Linked DNA regions of Mus musculus: region 1 is linked to region 2. A link is a contact called in public ChIA-PET data. All regions are on one chromosome and are shown on one strand. Each heading gives the region's core, a stretch centred on a gene start, on an enhancer-like site or on the middle of the called end of the contact. The rest is flanking DNA. Distances are from core to core; before and after follow the strand shown.

Evidence for each region. ChIA-PET counts read pairs in DNA pulled down with a chosen protein or histone mark.
Region 1: an RNA polymerase II ChIA-PET map of memory CD8 T cells shows a contact between it and region 2, with 10 read pairs. The contact joins the enhancer-like site here to the promoter of Nol10 in region 2. A contact is called at or near these places in 6 of 39 promoter capture datasets (cranial neural crest, embryonic stem cells, frontonasal cranial neural crest and 1 more), 1 of 15 datasets of contacts at CTCF or cohesin (CD8 T cells), 3 of 484 Hi-C or Micro-C datasets (B cells, CD8 T cells and the G1E-ER4 cell line), 3 of 115 datasets of contacts at active chromatin or transcription factors (embryonic stem cells, memory CD8 T cells and trophoblast stem cells) and 3 of 9 other capture datasets (adipose tissue, embryonic stem cells and liver).

What each region holds. Positions count from the first base shown.
Region 1 is chr12:17,410,937-17,413,672 of GRCm38.p6, forward strand. All of the region lies in intron 17 of Nol10 (nucleolar protein 10), which reads left to right. Among named protein-coding and RNA genes, the nearest start is that of Gm36752, 24 kb to the right of the region's middle. Within about 2 kb of position 1,400, at least 40 of the 459 cell types and tissues checked have an H3K27ac peak or open chromatin away from gene starts, as enhancers often do. A contact at or near this core is called in B cells, CD8 T cells and memory CD8 T cells, where this site is marked.
Region 2 is chr12:17,347,136-17,349,862 of GRCm38.p6, forward strand. It overlaps Nol10 (nucleolar protein 10), which reads left to right and starts at 1,358. Exons shown (of 21, transcript NM_001008421.1): 1 at 1,358-1,484. The coding sequence starts at 1,419. It overlaps Gm46336 (a long non-coding RNA gene), which reads right to left and starts at 1,267. Exons shown (of 2, transcript XR_001780553.2): 1 at 1,147-1,267.

The sequences.
Region 1 (2,736 bases), core at 150-2,649, 64 kb after region 2:
AGCTTCCCATATGCTCAAGCATCTTTGAGATGTATAGGCGCCTGTACCCCATTTGGCTTTTAAGAGTCCATCCAAGTGGGTGGGACCATTTCCCCCACAGCACGTGTTCTACATGCCAGCCCTTTTTACTCAGTTTCTCTCTGTTGCTGTGGTCTGTGTTGAGTGCGTTGTTCCTGGGTTCTGTGTGAGAGAGGCTGTCTGTGGACTGGGACTAGAAAGCCACAGAAGCAGTGTCTTCGTCTCAGGAATCAGTAAATGACATTAACACTTTATAGTAAAGTAATAATTCATCGCTTTGGGGAACAAATGTGATTATGTGCAAACATACTGAGTTAGATCAGATAGTTTTAACATTAGAATTTTGTCATTTAAAGTTTTTTTTTTAATTGCAAATTACAATTACAGTGATATGAACACTCAAAACTCGGTGTTTTCACAGGGGCTCCTGGGATGGTTGGATATCACACCTCTATTCCCTTATCTTCCCTCCCTGCCTTGCTTGTGCTTCTGTTGGGACCCACTCTCCCCTCTTTAGCTGCTTATTTTGGTATAAAACTCTTTCCTGCTGTTGCCTGTGATGCTGCGTCTTGACTTTTCCTTCCTGCTGGAGCTAGATAGTAATTTTGGTGAAGTCAATATTGGGCTTTACAATGCTGTAACTATGTAAATGCTCTTTGTAGTCAAGTCACCTCACATGACTTTGATTTCCCCTGGAGTAAGTTTCTGTGTCGTTATCACCAATCAGCCCCTTGTTCTATACCATAAGTCTGGACCTTGTGGCAAGAATCTGTGTAACTCAGATGAAGAACTCATTTCTAAGTCTTTGTGGATTGAGCACCTTCAAATCCTGGGGTCTCCCTGAACTGTTTCATGTAATGTTCTCTACGTTGGACAAAGAATTGAAAGAACTCTGGGTCTTTGAAGGAATGCAGTTTCTACCCAGATACTTTGCATTCACCAGATGAGTGCCCAGTGAGGGCTCATGAGGGTAAATACAAGACACAAGTTCTCACAGCAGCGTCACACTGCACCCTCCAGACGGTGCTGAGAGGGCTTACTCCTGAAATAGGAGAGGCACTATCCTGGCAAAGCTCTCGTGACCACCGTGCCGTGCTAGGTGCCTTCCAGGCTGTACTCTGGCCCAGATGCATCGCTGGCTGCTTGCTGAGCCACTCAGCCTAGAAACCTGGGTCTTTAGTGTAGAGGGAATTCTCTTGGAAGAAAAAATTATTATTTCCTGCCATGATCTTGATAATTTGTTCATAGTGGGGGTGGGGACCTAGAGAGCTGCATGAAAATACAGAGGAGGGGACAGGCTGAGATATTTGGGGGAGTACCCACCGTCAGCCCTCTGAGGTTTGTCACTTGCAGGCTGGGAGAGCACCCGCTGTGTGCCAGCCAACCTTCATTTCCTCCTGTTACTTCTCACTTCCCTCTCACAACCCGCCCAGCCCCGCTAGACCTCCTCCTCTCCCTCCTTCCTTAGGCTAGAGGTGGGACTAGAGAATCAGGGTTTTAAGTAGCAGGTAGTCTCTGTATGTTTCTATATTGGGACAAGATAATAATAAGTGTCTGCTCGGAGCTACAGAAGTGATTCTTTGAGGTAGTGCTGAAGGTGGTATTCACATGTTTTCCAAACACCAAAGCAAGTGTTGAGCATGTGTATGTGTGTGTATTTATAAGACAGATCACTAGCCAGACACTTGTAAACTACTTCAAGAACATCACTATCTTATTCTTTTTTCTTTTAAGACAGCTGTGAAAATAAGCAATTAGACAAGCAGAAGTCCTTAGGGGAAATACTTTTACAGCTGGGTCAAAGGAGTTTTTATTTTATAATCGTTCATCTAACGCATACTTGTCTTTAAGCAGGATAGTTTGTTTGTTGTAAACTAACGGGGAGAAAAATCTTTAAAATACCAACAACATACTCTATTTAACAGTCTCTGTTATTTTAAATATAATAATTTTGGCAAATACATCAAGATGTTAATTTTTTCCTTCTTTGTTTTTTAACCTAATAGGCACATGGCTTTTGATGTGAAATATTGGTTGATTACCAATATCAGCTTTCTCACATTTATAAGTGACTCCAAAATTTACCTGGCAGCCCCCTCCTCTCTCCTGAGTCCTTGTTGTATGAATTACTGCTCCCAAGACACCTATTGGTGTCAGTCAGACTGTGGATGATGTCTGTGACACACTTAGTCTTAAATGAACATCATCTCCCGCCCTTCGCTCTAGCCTACACTTTTTACCCTGATGCTCTAATGGTGGCTCCAAGCTCATCATTCCAGCGTCTGCCCACACAGACCAAGCAGCTAAGAGCTGTTTCCAACCCCATGCTTCATCTTTAGCTCTCTCCTCTCATCCAGCTGCTGCTGCTCTAGTTCCATAGAAGTGTGTTTCACAGGGATTGCTCCCTGGCTAGAGTCAGTCCCACCCTTTGATTTCCATCACCTTAGTGCAGGCCCTGCCTCTTCATCACTTCCTAGGATGCCTCTGAACCTTATAATGGTTCTAGTCTCTTTCTTAGCCCTGTGCCATGCACCATGCTGCTGCCACCTCTTAAAGCAGTTTGTCACCGTGTCCTCCTCTCTCCTGACTCTTTCTCTGAATAGTGGCTCCCCCCAAGTCTTCGAAGAACAGTCAGAGTAATTAAAGTATTTATAGTCTGCCTTGGTTGTTTTTAATTTTTGTCTTTTAGGATGTCTTTTCCAAATTGCCAGTCTGCTC
Region 2 (2,727 bases), core at 108-2,607:
TCTTCCCTTTTTTAATACTACAGAGATGCCAAGGTTTAGATCTTCAATATGGGAACCAGAGGCAGAAACGGGCTACTCTACAGATTTAGCCAAGGTGACTATGAAGACAGCATTGAGCTAATAAAAAGTGCATGGTGGAACAGTGAATTAAGGAAGCTGGTTTTAGAAGTAGGCAGTCATGGTGCTGGCAGGCAATTGTGGTGATAAATAGATCACAACTAAGGTCTGGAGGCCAGAGAATTTTCTAGTTTTGAAGACACAAAATAACTTTTGATTGAGTTGAGATATTACACGCTAAGTTTTGGGATTCTAACCTCTTTATACATTTATTTATTTATTTATTTTTGTTGAGACTGTAATCCAGGCCTTGGTAATTCTCCAGTCTCAGTCTTTTAGACACTAGAATTTTAGGTGGGGGTCACTGTGCCTCGCTTGGGAATTGGCAATTCCTCAGTCTAATTTGGAATACGAGCACAAGAAGGTACTGTTTCAATCACCTAAGTCAAAAATTCTTGAGCACATCTATGGGTGATCCCAGAGGAAAGATCAGTCGTCCCAGAAAGGAGTGAAGCAGCTGTTTGAACTTTAAGGGGCTGACAGGGACCTGCAACTCAGCACAAGGTGGTCTGAGTGGTGTCTACATGGCACCATCTTAAGACCTGGGAGTCCGGGGACTGTGCCAACACTACTTGATAGAGAAACAGCACAGAAAAGTTCTGTAGCAGATCGCTCTGCTCAGAAAGAAAAGGCTTCCACCAGAGTACAAGCCTTTGCAAAGCCAGCAGGAACTAGTGAGCCATGGCCCAGGGGCAAATGAAGATGAAAGCACCCGACCGTAGTTGCCGAGAGGGCTTGAGTGGACCCTGACTATGAGAGCGTAAGTGCCTATCAAAGAGTCGACTGGAGCCAGGGTTTGATAGTGGTTTCACATGACTTTGGAGAAAGCATTACTTAACCATTCTCTCTTTCCCAGACTCGTCTTTTCATAATGTGTTTGGAAGAGGATATAGAGAAAGACTGGCGAGGGTCCTCTGCTGTTAGAAAGTCATCCCAAGGCCTCTGATGTGGACAACAGAACTTCCTAAAAATGGTAAGTGGTTATAACTGTCACATTCTAGTCTCAAACGATATCAGGTTCAAACTCACTTCCCCATCTCATGCTTTCTCGTACGATTTTTCTTTTCATTTTCGCTTTTTCCAACCCCAGAGCACATCTCCCCGGACCCGCTCTTGCCGCCTCTAGTGCCTCCGCCCTGGGGCAGCCTAGTGAGCGCGCACTTCCGGAGCCAGGAAGTGCGTCATCAGCTCGCGCCAGTTCCCGCACGTTGTGCCGGTTCGCCTCGGGTTTGGATGCTAGGGTATTCGGGTGGGCCGGCGTTCTGTGACTGCGTGCCGGGCTCCGGCTGCTCCGCGCTGCGATGCAGGTCTCCAGCCTCAACGAAGTGAAGATTTACAGCCTCAGCTGCGGCAAGTCTCTTCCCGAGGTGAGTTCTCGCCCCCTCGCCATCGCCCTGGGAGCGTGTATCTCTAACTTACCATCGGCTGACCGTGGTGGCTGGTTTTATGTCAACTTGACACAAGCTAGAGTTAACTGGAAGGAGGGAATCTCAATTGAGAAAATGCCCCCATAAGATCTAGCTGTAGGACACTTTCTTAATGATTGATGGGGAAGAGCTCAGCCCTTGGTGGTGCCGTTCCTGGGCTATGGCTCTGGGTTCTATAAGAAAGCAGGCCCAGCAAGCCAGTAAACAGTACTGCTCCATGGCTTTTGCATAAACACCTGCCTCCAGGTTCTTGCCCTGTTTGAGTTTCTTCAGTGATGGACCGTGATGTAGAAGTGTGGCTGAAATAAACTCTTTTCTCCCCAAGATGCGTTTGGTCATGGTATTTTATCACACTATAAAAACCCTAAGACAAGACCGTTGTTTTGCCTGCATTGGGTTCACGTGTAAGAACGTGCTAACTGTTTAGAAACTACTCTCACGTGCTTTAATTAAAAACCTTATTGCCTGAAAACAGTCAGAGCAATACAGTCACAGACTGCAGAGAGGAGGACTGTGGCTCACCCTTAGTCTGTTTAAAGTCTCATCCTGTTCCAAATGCAGACTGCCTTGGTGTATACTTAGGGTCTAGGGAGGTGAGTTCACATGTTTAGAGATTATTTTGCCATAACTAGTAAGAATAGTACATTGACTTTTCCCTTTTAGAAAGGATTTTTTTTTCTATTGGGGGCATTTAACCTCAAATTTATTGACGTTTTAAGCTGGACAAGTCTTGTTGCTAGTGTTGTTTGCCAGCATCCCTGGTCCATACCTACAAGATCCAATTGTGATGACAGACTAAAATGTAAAGACTTGCCATAAGCCATCTGGGAAGCAAAATTGTCCCGGTAGAGACCCAGCCACTCAGTGTCACGATAACTGACTAGTGCTTTGGTTGCTGTTCATTCAACTGTTGCCTGTAGAAGAAAATCAGCTTCCAGTGAATGTGCTGGTAAAAACCACTTCTTATCCAGGGTCGTCTATTAGGCCAGTCATAGGTCTGTTTCTATTCTTTGTAAGAAATACATTTGGCTGGCAAAGAGACACGTTTATAATCCCAGTGCTTAGGGCGCTGAGACAGGACATTTGTGAGCTTGTGTTCAGCCTGGGCGACAGAGCTTACATTGTGTGACTCTATCTTAACACAGGAATATGCACACACATTGGGTGCACTCACTCCATATAG